4 separate regions of the Zea mays genome follow, and all the other regions are linked to region 1. The links are chromatin contacts, called in public Hi-C maps. All regions are on one chromosome and are shown on one strand. The core of a region is the stretch at or near the end of the contact, and the rest is flanking DNA. Distances in the headings are between cores, read along the strand shown.

Region 1 (2,957 bases), core at 226-2,725:
AACATTCAGTGGGTTCTAGTAGTCGACTTGGTATTTTCCAGTATCCTTTTATTATTATTATTTTGTACATTACCACGCCTACCACTTGGTTTATTTTGACTGCATGATGTTCAAAGTTACTGACTACACTGGCCAGTGAAGCCATTGTGGCATCTATTTCGACCATTACTTCTAATACCTTGTGATTGTGCTCTAGGTTATGAGCAGACATTCCTGGAAAGATTCAGCTACTCAGCCAAAAGTCAAGTACTTCACTCAAGTGAAGGCACGACCACCAACATTTGTTGCCTTCATGAGTGGGAAGACTCAGCTTTCTGATACAGATACTAGGTTCTTGACAAAGTCCCTCAAGGAAGATTTCGACATCGGGGGAATACCGATACGGATCATACAACGTTCTGTTCCAAGAAAAGCTTATGCTAAGCGCAACAACACAAGGAACACTGGCCCTAGGGTTGTCAGGATGAAAACAGACAAACGGACAGCGGTATCTGACCCAGCCCTGTCATAGAGGGTGAGCACCAGTATCAGCCGCCTAACCTGAAGAAGGGAGGTCATGTTTCGCGTTTGAGCTATATATATATGCTTCTCATGGGGAAACGGGAAGTGAATGTTTTTCTGACTCGGGAAGTTATACAAAGCTATGAGCTAGCCGGTCCGGCTGCCTGCACCGCATGCTCAAGAAGAAGAATGACTGTAAGAAACAAGCCCAGCAATTCGAAGGACAGCATCACTTCTCAACATTGGGTGCAAGGTGGTATTGATGAGCGTCAAGCACTCAAGTTCACCCCAGAACTCCAGATCAGATGAAGAGGTGTTTTTTTTTTCTTGCATCCCTCATGTTTATACATTTTTTTTACGAAAAATATATTAGAATGATCTCTGGTGGTAGTGTTGGAGTTGGAGGCTTACTGATCATCGTGCACCCGTCAGGTCAGAGAGCAACTGCAAGCCTACACGACACAGGAGCCCCTTTATTTTTCTTTCCTCTTAAGGCAAGGCAACTCCTGTTTGTAGGGGAATCGTTATGGTTCTGCTTCTGATTGCTCCTAGTTCTTCCATCATTTTCGTGTTCAAAGAGAAGGCTCCCAGAAAATAAAATAACGATTGCTATGAAAAAAAAGAGAAGGCTCGCAGCTGCTCTACCTGAATAGTTTCACCTGAAGCATTTGCCGGTCAATTTTGTCCGTTGATGTCGGATAGCCGATCGGATATTCAGGTGTTTCATCGACACGCAAATCGGGCAATGGTGGTGGAATCGGATAAGCGCGCGTGCGCGGTGGAGCATTGCCGGCGTGGCCCATCCCCGTGCACTGCACGGTGAGCACGGTAGCAGAAGTCCCTCGCATAGGGAACGCACCCGGGCCCGGGCCTCCCTCCCACAGGTTGCAAAGCTCAGATCCCATCCCCCACCACCAAAACCTAACAAAAAGGCACGCCCCACCCAGTCCAGTCCCCACCAAGCAGGCGCCACCCGTTCGGTCCGTACAGGAGGGGTCCACCATGCCGTGCTCCTCTTCGTCGTCCAACCCCTTCCACTCCCTCGCCTCCGCCTTCCCCTTCCTCTCCTCCACATCCCCACCCCCATCCCCACCCGCCTCGCCCGCGCCCGCCGCTCCCCACCTCGCCGTCCCGCTCCTCCTCCCCGTCTCCTCGGCTTCCGAGTCCCGCCGCGGGGCGCAGCCGCTGCCGGGCACGCGGATGGTCGGCGCGGGCGCGACCGGCGGGGGTAACATGGCCAGCGGTGGTGGGGGGCCCGCGTTCGTGGGCCAGGTGTTCACCATGCTCGACCCATCCGGGAACGGGCTCATGGCCGTTACCACACGCTTCGAGCTCCCGCGCTTCCTCACCAACAGGTAATAGCTGCCCCGATCGGTGCCCTGCACTCTGCCGTGTTGATTTCCACACTGGGCCGCTGCCGCTGCTCTATGGATAGGATTGCAACACAGCTGAGCTGTACCTCTGAGGCTCCACCAAACGTTATGCTTCCAGTGGCGAGTGCGAATGTGGGGTTGGCCTGCACCTCTGTATCTTGTTTACGCTGCAAATTATACGAAGGGCCTATTTTGTTGCATAATCCGCGCGAAAATTTGGAACCAATTTGACTCTTGTCATCTGAGATGGTAAATACACACGTCATGATAATTTTGTGATTGGATGTAATATGCTAATCGACCCAGCAATGTGGGACGTCGCCATTCCACGCCTCTACGAAATTGTCTCAGTATGCTGGTCGGCGAAGATTTGGTGGTAGTTTTCTTGTGTAGATTGTGAGTGCATGCATGGGGAAGTATATGGTTACTGCATTGAGCGTTTTGTGTCTATTGTTTGTAATCGATTTGAAGGAATTTGTCTAAGATAAAGTAGACTGAAGGAATGTAGCATTGAAAACTTCTCATTTCATTGTTCCCATGGGTTGGCCTGCAATTTGTTACTTGGACATTCTCGAAGTTGACTGCAGCATATATTATATCTGTAGCTGAGCTAATGTTTTAGCCGCTCGCCTGATCCTGCTAAATTGGCATTTTGAAATCTGTTCTTGTTTCAGGACTCCTATGTGGTTCAAAAGGATGCTATCACCGTCGAAGAAGACTGAAAATAGTCCAGTATTTAGGTTTTTTATGGATCTGAATGATGCAGGTAATGCTGTCTCTATACCTTTTGTTGTTCTTCTCTGTTTGATGCTTGTGACCTTAGCTGTTATTTAAAGTCTGTTCAAACCATTCAGTCAGGGACAATAAAAATTTCCTGAATCCAGTTCTCGTCTTTGGATTTCTAGGTCAATAAATGTCCTGAACCCAAACCTGAGTGCAAAGCATCCCTATCTTTTGGAACCGCTAAACATGTATAGTTAATTCTGAAATGGACTGTGACCAGCTCTGGCAAGACAAAAAGGTCCACAGTTGCTTATTGACCTATTGGGCAGGTTAAAAAACACCCACTTTGGTTCCTAGTTC
Region 2 (2,957 bases), core at 260-2,759, 240 kb before region 1:
AAATAGCGGGTTGCTGTAATAAACAGCCCTCCAACGCTAAAAGGTGATCAGAGATCCTCGACTAACGTGACAGTCCTATCTTACCAAATAAGGGTTTTAGATAAGATGTAATAAGCCTAATAATCAAATATAAATACTGATAGAGAGGAGCTGTGTACTAAATAAATTAACAGAATTTAACACAGGTAAACAGCCTCAACAAAGAGATTTAATTAGGCACAAATAATATCAATGCTGAAAATGATAATACACTAAAACCCAGACTGTCACGTTGTCTCACTACACCGCTATCATCATCGAGCACACAAATCCGCCCATAACAGTGCAATCACACCCAAGTATTTAATACTAGCAGATTGTACAAAATTAAATAGTAAATAAAGTGAGACAACGAATAACTCACAGCACGTAGATTGTCTACGTGGGAAGACCAGCTCAGCGAACACAAGGTTCTGTCCCAGAAAACCAATTCCGCCGCCCACGTCCGGGCCTGCACGGCGGGAGGTTGACGGAGATACTAGAGCCGCTGCCGGAGCCGAGGGAGACGTCCACGGCACCAGCCCGAGAAGACGAACACCGTGCAGCAGGGAGCCCAGGCACCAGGCCACGGTGGACAATAATCAGAACAAACAGAACACCACACAGGTGCACTGGTGAGACAACGGAGCGCAGGAGAACCTCACTGCGCACAAGCAGTGCCACCTCCACCTTCTTCCACTAGCAGGATTAACACCAGAACACCAAGAATCGAAGGAATCGATCCAAATCGTGACTGGAACCGAGAGGAGGAATAGGAACAGAGAGCTAGCGATTTTTGGCGAGGTGCTGAGCAGGGAGCAGATCTCCATAGTTATGGAGTCGAACGAGAGGAGGTTGCGCAGCGGACGGCCAGAAATTCGCGAGCGCCGAAAAACCAGGCTGCAGCGCGCCGCCGCTAGGAAAGTCAACTTCCTTTTCGCTACATCCTCTCTGCCTCTCACGGCATCACCTCTCCGTGCCCTAGGAAACATCCTCCTCAAAGGGCTGCTCGGCCAGCCTTTCTTCCAACCGGCTGGGTTGGGCTGCTTGGCCTTAGGCCTTGTAGCGGCCCAGCCTGGCTGGCCTCTTTTTTTTAATAAGGTGAAAACACATAATCGGATAGCAAAAATTAGTCCATAGAAACTAGACACCCTCTTATTATGATTTTTTTGCTCCTCGTTATATTACGTAATTGTGATTTTACCCTTGTTCATGGTTGTGCTCATACATAATTAAAAGGAATGTAATTTAGACCTTTTACACATTTGTTTTCACATTTTTATTTTTTATAGCTAATTCGTATTTTTACTACCGGTGTTGAGAGGGGGGGCAAAACGGCAGCTTCTTTTTAAAATAGAAGGGCAAAATTACAAAGTTGAAAAATAAAAGTAAAGTCAAACACTTACAATAGCAGCGAAGGGTATAAGGCTGTCCGCAGTAGCAACTGCTCGCCCTACGCTACTGAACGATAGCATAACGCGAGGACGAAAAGGAGCTGGAGTAGAAACCCGGAAACGCTATATCTCGTTCTGTTTTTGCCAGAACGAGAGGCAGGCGGAGAGCAGTACAGCACACACGCTATCTACTGTTTGGTACTGATTGGATAGTAGGGTAGAGAATGGAAAAGAAATTAAAAAAATGATATAATATATGATAGTTGAGATATAGAGTAAATATGACTGCGGGATATTATAGTATAGATTAAAGAATTTTGCTGACAAGTATAATATTTTTTGTACGGAAGAAATTTAGAGCTGTATGAACGTGGATAGTCTAATCACTGTATATCAAAGAATCAAGATACATTGCCTCGAAAAAAAGAATCAAGATACAGACTCGAAGGAAAAAAAAAATCGCAACTCTCGCCAACGGGGAGTTGGCCCGCTCCGTTAGAGCTTTCTCTTGGTTGGGCCTAGGACGGGAAATGGATGGTCGTGTTATTGGGCTGAACTATTGCTGGGCTCGTCGGCCACGAGGCTTTGCGGTTCCATGGGCAACAGCCAATAGAGGAATACGGGCACTCTCACAGGCCTGTTCGGCCGGTAGCCCATCTCCAGGAATTCCTATACTTATATCTCCAGGAATATAAATAACCATACAAGAAAAATCAAATGAAAATTAGTAAATATGTTTATTAGATTTCCATAGTCAAATAAACATAATTTGCTATGGGTAACGGTACAAAAACGAAAAAAATGGGAAAAAATATGTTCCAACTATGCTGTGGCCCATTGTTTATTTTTTTTCCAGGGAGTGAACGAACTCACAATAACTCAGTGATAGTGTTTCCATATCTCGCTGCAAAAACCAAGAATAGTTCGTGCCAAAAGTTCTAAAGATTCCTCGTGATATAAATGAGGATCATTCATTAAACATGTGAGTCCCCACCCCCACCCCCTCCTTTTTTTGCTTTGTTATTTTTCTTCTAATCTAATAGTATTCTATTTCTGCATTTTAGCGGCAATGATTATAATCTACGATAAAAAGAACTCAGGAGCCTGAACCAATGGGTGGAGCCATAAAAGGCAGCAGCGAACCTGAGCAGGCAATACCTGTTTCAGGTTGATTTGATGTTCTCCATGCCAGACTACTGAGAACTGAGCTGAACAGTGGTTATTTTTTTAGCCTGGAGCTACCCTAGCCTGTTGTCCGATCTTCAGTTAGCAGAGACCACAGAGCTCGCATGCTCGGTGGTGCTCGCATGCTTCGCTCCACTCCTAGCTGCTCCCCCTTCAACACATATCTCCATGCACGTGTTCGACGACCGGCTGCTGTCAGTTTTGTTTGGTCATCATGCATGAGCATGGCCGCTCAGGAACTAATCATGGCCATCTCTCCCTGTGCTGTGCTCCAGTGAGTCCAGGCATCACCATCATGGACTGAACTGAACCGGCTCCAGCTGGGGATAATGTTGTACAAAGACAGGCAGTTCCTCAGCG
Region 3 (2,957 bases), core at 180-2,679, 230 kb after region 1:
TAGTTGTGCAAATATAGCTCTAGACGTGTATTGCTAATGTTTTTTTGGTAATAAACTTCCAACTCATCAGGATCGGTGAGTAGCTAGCACGGTCATATGGTGTATTAACTCTCTCCTAGCTCAAGTACTTGTTCTAGCTAGCATGTCACACCCGGGTTTTAGGGGCACCAAGACCCGGACGCGAACATAATCACCAGGTGTGCTAGGACCAAGTCTCACACATATGATGAATCATGGCACAGGATCGAATGTCACATCTTTACTACATAACAGGAGTTCTATACAAAATAAATAAATAATTACATATAAGGAGACAACGGTCCAGCAACCCAAAGTTGACTGGGAGACGACAGCCTAGACCTCTCACGAACACATCGCAGCATCCTCCAAGCGCCTCATCCTGCGGTACCTGTTCTTGACCTGTGGGGGTGTGAGACAGCAAGAGTGAGCTCACATACGTTCATCGCTCAACAAGTTGTGGGGAATAATGTGTATGAACTCGTCAAAGGTGGGAGCTCATGTGAAGTGTAAGGCTTACCAAAGAGGATGGCTGAAGCTGAGCATTGCTTTTAAAGTTGGTTAAAATTTTATTAGCCATTACTAAGTATAAGTAAATACCAACCCAATTAAATAGTAGAACAGAAGTAACAACATCACCTGCGATGCAATGCATATGACAAATTGAATTTAAGTTCCATAGATTAATCATGTGAGTGTCTGAGCTGCTCATGACCGTGAGCACGGCTAGTATACCAGTTTTACACTCTGCAGAGGTTGCACATATTTACCCACAAGTCATGTTACCCATCTGCCAAGGGATCGCGACTTCCCATACACCTCTACCGAGGAGGCGAGGCAGGGTAACACTACGAGGCCTTTACAAAGTTCCACTAGCTTCAGAAAACCCGCTACAGTTTATAGGAAATTGGCGAGGCAGTTTAAAGAAAAGCGTAGGATATTACACTTATACAGCCAAAACCTCTGTATAATTATAGTTATATCAGCACAGCCGGCCTTCAACCTTTGTTTTTCATCTTCTCCCTTTGTCCTAAAAGCGGGGCCACTTTTAGTTTTTATTTATTTATTCATTTATACAGGGAATGCATGACATATATGCTAGCGAAAAGACAGAACAGTCCGTGCGAGGGGCTAGCAATGGCCAAGACTAGCGTGCACGAGGGATCTCTGTCAGATTGCGATTATTCGTAACCCAGGATGATCGGCAGTGGTCGTCCTCTCTCTCTCTCTCTCTCTCTCTCTCCATCCACGGCCACCCACGTACACGTGGTGAGCAGCTTTTGCTCCCGTTTCCTAGTGCGCGGACGGACGCGCACACCACTCAGCGCCCGAAGAGCCAGCCCTTCCAATTCAAAACGCTTCCCGCTATATATAACCAGTTAACCACCACCACCAGTCCATCAGTCTTGTCCGACACCACACTCGCCGTCCCGCAATGAACTACGGCGGCGGCAGCAGGAGCAGCAGCCGGCTCCGGGACCGGCTGGCCCGGATGTTCCGCCCGAGCGCGCTGCTCCGCTCCACCTGCAACACGGCCGCCGCCGCGTCCTCCTGCTCCTCCTCGTCTCCCGCGTCCACGGCCAAGCCTCCGCCTCCGCCTGTGGCTGCGGCGGCCTCCGCGTGCTCCTCCAGCCGCGCGCTGCTCGGCGCCGTCGTCGACGGGGACTCGTCGTTCCTCGCCTCCTCGCGGCGCGACCTGGCCGTCGCCGGCCGCGCCGAGTCCTTCTCCGCCGCCGTCGACCGCCGCCGCCGCAGCCGCAGCAGCCTGGACGCGGCGCCGCCGCCCTCCCGCTTCTCTGTCGACGCGCCGGCGGCTCTGGCGGAGACGGGCCGGGACAAGGAGGAGAAGAAGAAGAAGAAGAAGAGCCCGCGCGACGACGACGACGACGAGCACCGGCTCGGTGTCGGTGGCAGCAGCAAGAACGACAGCAGGATGAAGCTGCTGCTGTCCAACCCCTACGGCTTCAGCAGCTCCGACGACACCGACGTCTTCAGCAGCGACGGCGAGGACGACGACCGCGCCGCCGGCCGCGGCAGCAAGAGGCCGGGCGAGTCGGCGGCGGAGACCTTCTTCTCCTCGTCGCGAAGCTTCTCGTCGGACTCCTCCGAGTTCTACACCAATAATAAGAAGCAGCACAAGAAGAAGACGGCGACGAAGGCGAAGGCGAAGGCGAAGGGAATGGCAAAGGCAAAACCCCCTGCAGCAGCACCCTCCGACCGCAGTAGCAAGGCTCCGGCATCGTCGTCCCGCCGCCGTCCCCAGTACCACCGGCGCGCGGCGAGCAGCTGCGACACGTGCGGCGTGCGCGACGGGTTCCGGCCCGTGGTGGTGGTGTCGGCGGCGGCGGAGGAGCAGGTGCGCAGGGGGTTCGCGGTGGTGAAGCGGTCGCGGGACCCGTACGGCGACTTCCGGTCCTCCATGGTGGAGATGATCGTGGGGCGGCAGCTGCTGGGCGCGCCGGACATGGAGCGCCTGCTGCGGTCGTACCTGTCCCTGAACGCGCCGCGCCACCACCCCGTCATCCTGCAGGCCTTCTCCGACATCTGGGTAGTCGTCCACGGCGGCTAGGTACCTAGCTAGCTAGCCTTCACGTGCACCGGCCGGATCGGTCCGGCTAGCTAGCTGTGCCGGACCATGCGCCTGCAACTTCGTCCGCCATCGTCGTCTCGTCGCCAATAAGCCTGCTGTCCTGTCCATGCATGTTCATGCGCGATTAACCTGCCTTGTTGTTGTTATTATTATTATTTGTTAGTTAAGGCGAGGGCTTGTCAATGAGCTCAAGTTTGAAATCAATCCTGTGCGAGCGAGCACTGCTGCCGCCTTTCCTTTTATTATATGCATGCCACCATTTGAAAAAAGGAGACGCTTCGATCGGTTTAGCAGGACAAGCCTAGGCTAGGTGAGGTGAAAAGCCCGGCACAAACTGACGGTGGCTACG
Region 4 (2,957 bases), core at 213-2,712, 150 kb after region 1:
GTACATAAATTTTAGTGTAGAATTGCCTTTCAGTTTTGCACTACATGTATTCTGAATCTGTCGTGATCTTACTTGTTTGAATGTACACAATGTTTACTAACGTCATCGACTCGAAAGATAATAGTTTTCACTTTAAGATATGTATTGATTTAAAACCCTGATGTGAACGAGTTCGACAATTTTGTAACAACTAGCACAGGCCTAAGGGATACACGTCTCGGTGCCCCCCCCACCTCTCTTACATTATCCTTGGTCTTCACCTCCACCTCCACCTATCGAACATCAGATATGCAAATTCATCATCATTTACTTGTTGTTAGTTATATTATGGTGTAACTCAGCAAATATCATTTGTACAAGTATATTAGACCCCTCTAGCTACTTTGCCGACGTAGGAACGAGATGACGGGTTAGACTTTGTCGAAGCCCTTTTCACTAGTGGAGGTATCGACCATCACTCGCCGTTGTACCCCGTTGGTAATCGGCGATAGTGAGTTTCCATTTTATGTGCTGTGATACCTGAGACTTTTTGTGTCTTATGACTATGTATGAGATGTTGGGATATTGACTCCTATTATGACTGGATAAGATGTTGTGTCTTATGACTATGGATGAGACTTTTGTGATGTAATTGATGAGACTATGGATTTAATTGTTGTTATGTGATTGTGTGTGAGATGTTTTATGTGAAAATATGTTGTGCTATATCTATTGATATATTTGTTATGTTGTGGAATGCAGTGTAAAATGAAAATAAACAACATTTATAATGCTGGTCAAATTAACTTACTAGAGGCTTACTGGGTCTCTAGGAAGTTAGCCAACTAACTTTCTACGACTTACTGTAGCCCCTAGGAAGTTAGTTAGCTGACGGCGAATCTACTAACTTCCGAGAGGGGCCGCTAGCTAACTTTCTAGAGGGCTATAGGAAGTTAAGCTAACTTCCGACAAAAAAATTTCGAGAGTCAAACTTCCGACGATATCGTTTTACTTTTGAGGGTTTAGCTAACTTGCTAGGATTTATAGCTAACTTCCTAGAGTTTAGGCTCTAGGAAGTTAACTGGTTCTGTGTAGTGAGAGATATAAATAATAATTAGTTGATCTATTAGCTGATATATTATAAACCTTTCAGCTAATTTTAGCTGCTAAGTACTAGTTTCATAGGTTTGGAAAATGACACCATAAGAAAAATAGAACATTGTGACTTATTGTTAAGACACACGGGTCCTGATATGTTTTTGCCCTCTATTCAAAGTCGAACAAATCTGTGTACACCAAGCGATTACTCTCTCTGATTCAAAAGCACTCCGCCGCCGTCCAGCCGGAACCAAACCCCACTGGCTCCATTCCCCACCGTCCAATCCAAATCTGACGTCCCCGACCTCCCCATCAGCCCTAAACCCCTAGCGCGCCTATAAAATTCCCAGCGCACAAGGGGAAGACCAGATCTCCCCCATTTCTCCTCCACGCCGCCCCCTCCGCATTTCCCGTGCTCCTCTCGTTCCGGCATGGCGGAGCAGACGCAGCCACAAGGGGAAGGCGGCGCTAGCCCCAAGCACGAGTCCCTGATGGAGAAGCTCGCCGACAAGCTCCACGTCGGCGGCGGCAAGGCCGACTCCTCCTCCTCCTCGGACTCCGACAGTGACGAGCGGCCCCGCCCCTCGGCACCGCCTGCCGACGAGCTCAAGCAGCCCTCCTTCTCCGACGCCGCCGCCACGGCGGCCGCCGAGGCCAAAGCCAAGGTGTTCCGCCTTTTCGGCCGCGAGCAGCCCATCCACAAGGCCCTCGGTGGCGGCAAGCGTATGGTTCTGTTTCCCACGCTCCCGATGCTGCTTGCTATTAGGCTTGAGATTTCTAGATCGGATCTGGGTGGGCCTCGGTGCTCGGGTTGCGGGCTACTAGATCTGACTGCTGGAGTACGTTTTATGGAATGCGCTAGCTAGGGTGTTAAGAACGAACTGGCCGTTTGGATCACAGATTGGGATCTTGCCTGCTTTGACAAATGGAGGCGACTAGTATGCTTGATCACTCTAACGCTTGCTTCAAATTTGATCAATCCAAGTCAGTGCACTTGGGTACTTATCTGAACTGTATGCTGCTAATATTTCTCAATGTTAAGCTTGTCCGAACTGAGGCACGCAACATTTTTACAGTGTCTGGTCTGCCAGACGAATACTGATGCCGTTTCGGTAACAGTCATACTGCTACTGACTGCTTGAGTAACCTTTAAACAATACTGCAAACCACTTGAATTCATGTGGTCTGTCGGTGTTTAACATGGTTGGAACCAATTGCTTATCCGCTTAGGGATGCTTTGTCGTGACTGCAAGCACATTTCAGGGGTGTTATGTATTTTTGTATCAGATCAATGCTGAAGGGCCCTTATGGTTGTTTTGTGCTAAGATTATGAAAATATAAAGTTTTAAAATTTATTTGTAAAAGAAACATCTAGTAGACTTCATGTTATGTTTCTCTCAATAAATGGCATTTCATTGGAGCTGTTTGGTACTACATTATCTACACTGAAATGGAAGGTCTTTCTTTGGAGAAATTGTGATGCTTGGGTTGTGTTTTTGTGCCTGATTATACATGTCTTTAATGTAAACAAATGACAACCAGCACACTATAACCTCATTGGTTTGTGTCTACAGCTGGTACTCTTGTCTTAAAACTGATGATTGATAAACTTGATCGATGTAATGAGAATTGTGAGACCTAAATACCTTATCGTCTGTCATTGTACCCACAATACTCATTACCGTTCTCTATTTTGTAGCTGCTGATGTGTTCTTGTGGAGGAACAAGAACATCTCTGCTGGAGTACTTGGTGGTGCCACAGCAATCTGGATCTTATTTGAATTGCTTGGCTACCATCTCCTTACTTTTGTTTGCCATGGTCTCATATTCGCCCTGGGTGTTCTCTTTCTCTGGTCCAATGCTTCATCGTTTATCCACAA

What was found. Hi-C and Micro-C count contacts between places; a contact is called where the count stands out from the background.
Region 2: a Hi-C map of ear shows a contact between it and region 1, with 1.7 times the contacts expected there. The contact joins the enhancer-like site here to the promoter of LOC101202714 in region 1. A contact is called at or near these places in 2 of 25 Hi-C or Micro-C datasets (ear and leaf).
Region 3: a Hi-C map of leaf shows a contact between it and region 1, with 6 times the contacts expected there. The contact joins the promoter of LOC100194400 here to the promoter of LOC101202714 in region 1. A contact is called at or near these places in 3 of 25 Hi-C or Micro-C datasets (bundle sheath, leaf and tassel).
Region 4: a Hi-C map of ear shows a contact between it and region 1, with 3 times the contacts expected there. The contact joins the promoter of LOC100284105 here to the promoter of LOC101202714 in region 1. A contact is called at or near these places in 5 of 25 Hi-C or Micro-C datasets (bundle sheath, ear, leaf and 1 more).

What each region holds. Positions count from the first base shown.
Region 1 is chr3:2,503,064-2,506,020 of Zm-B73-REFERENCE-NAM-5.0, reverse strand. It overlaps LOC101202714 (GTP binding), which reads left to right and starts at 1,475. Exons shown (of 9, transcript NM_001279466.1): 1 at 1,475-1,856; 2 at 2,549-2,640. The coding sequence starts at 1,504. It overlaps LOC111589237, which reads left to right. Exons shown (of 9, transcript NM_001368673.1): 9 at 197-1,052. The coding sequence ends at 511.
Region 2 is chr3:2,741,428-2,744,384 of Zm-B73-REFERENCE-NAM-5.0, reverse strand. No RefSeq gene overlaps it. Among protein-coding and RNA genes, the nearest start is that of LOC103649556, 7.6 kb to the left of the region's middle. Within about 2 kb of position 1,509, at least 18 of the 20 cell types and tissues checked have an H3K27ac peak or open chromatin away from gene starts, as enhancers often do. A contact at or near this core is called in ear and leaf, where this site is marked.
Region 3 is chr3:2,275,739-2,278,695 of Zm-B73-REFERENCE-NAM-5.0, reverse strand. It overlaps LOC100194400, which reads left to right and starts at 1,429. Exons shown (of 1, transcript NM_001139429.2): 1 at 1,429-2,871. The coding sequence starts at 1,454. The coding sequence ends at 2,587.
Region 4 is chr3:2,349,148-2,352,104 of Zm-B73-REFERENCE-NAM-5.0, reverse strand. It overlaps LOC100284105 (seed maturation protein), which reads left to right and starts at 1,462. Exons shown (of 5, transcript NM_001157002.2): 1 at 1,462-1,800; 2 at 2,777-2,957. The coding sequence starts at 1,509.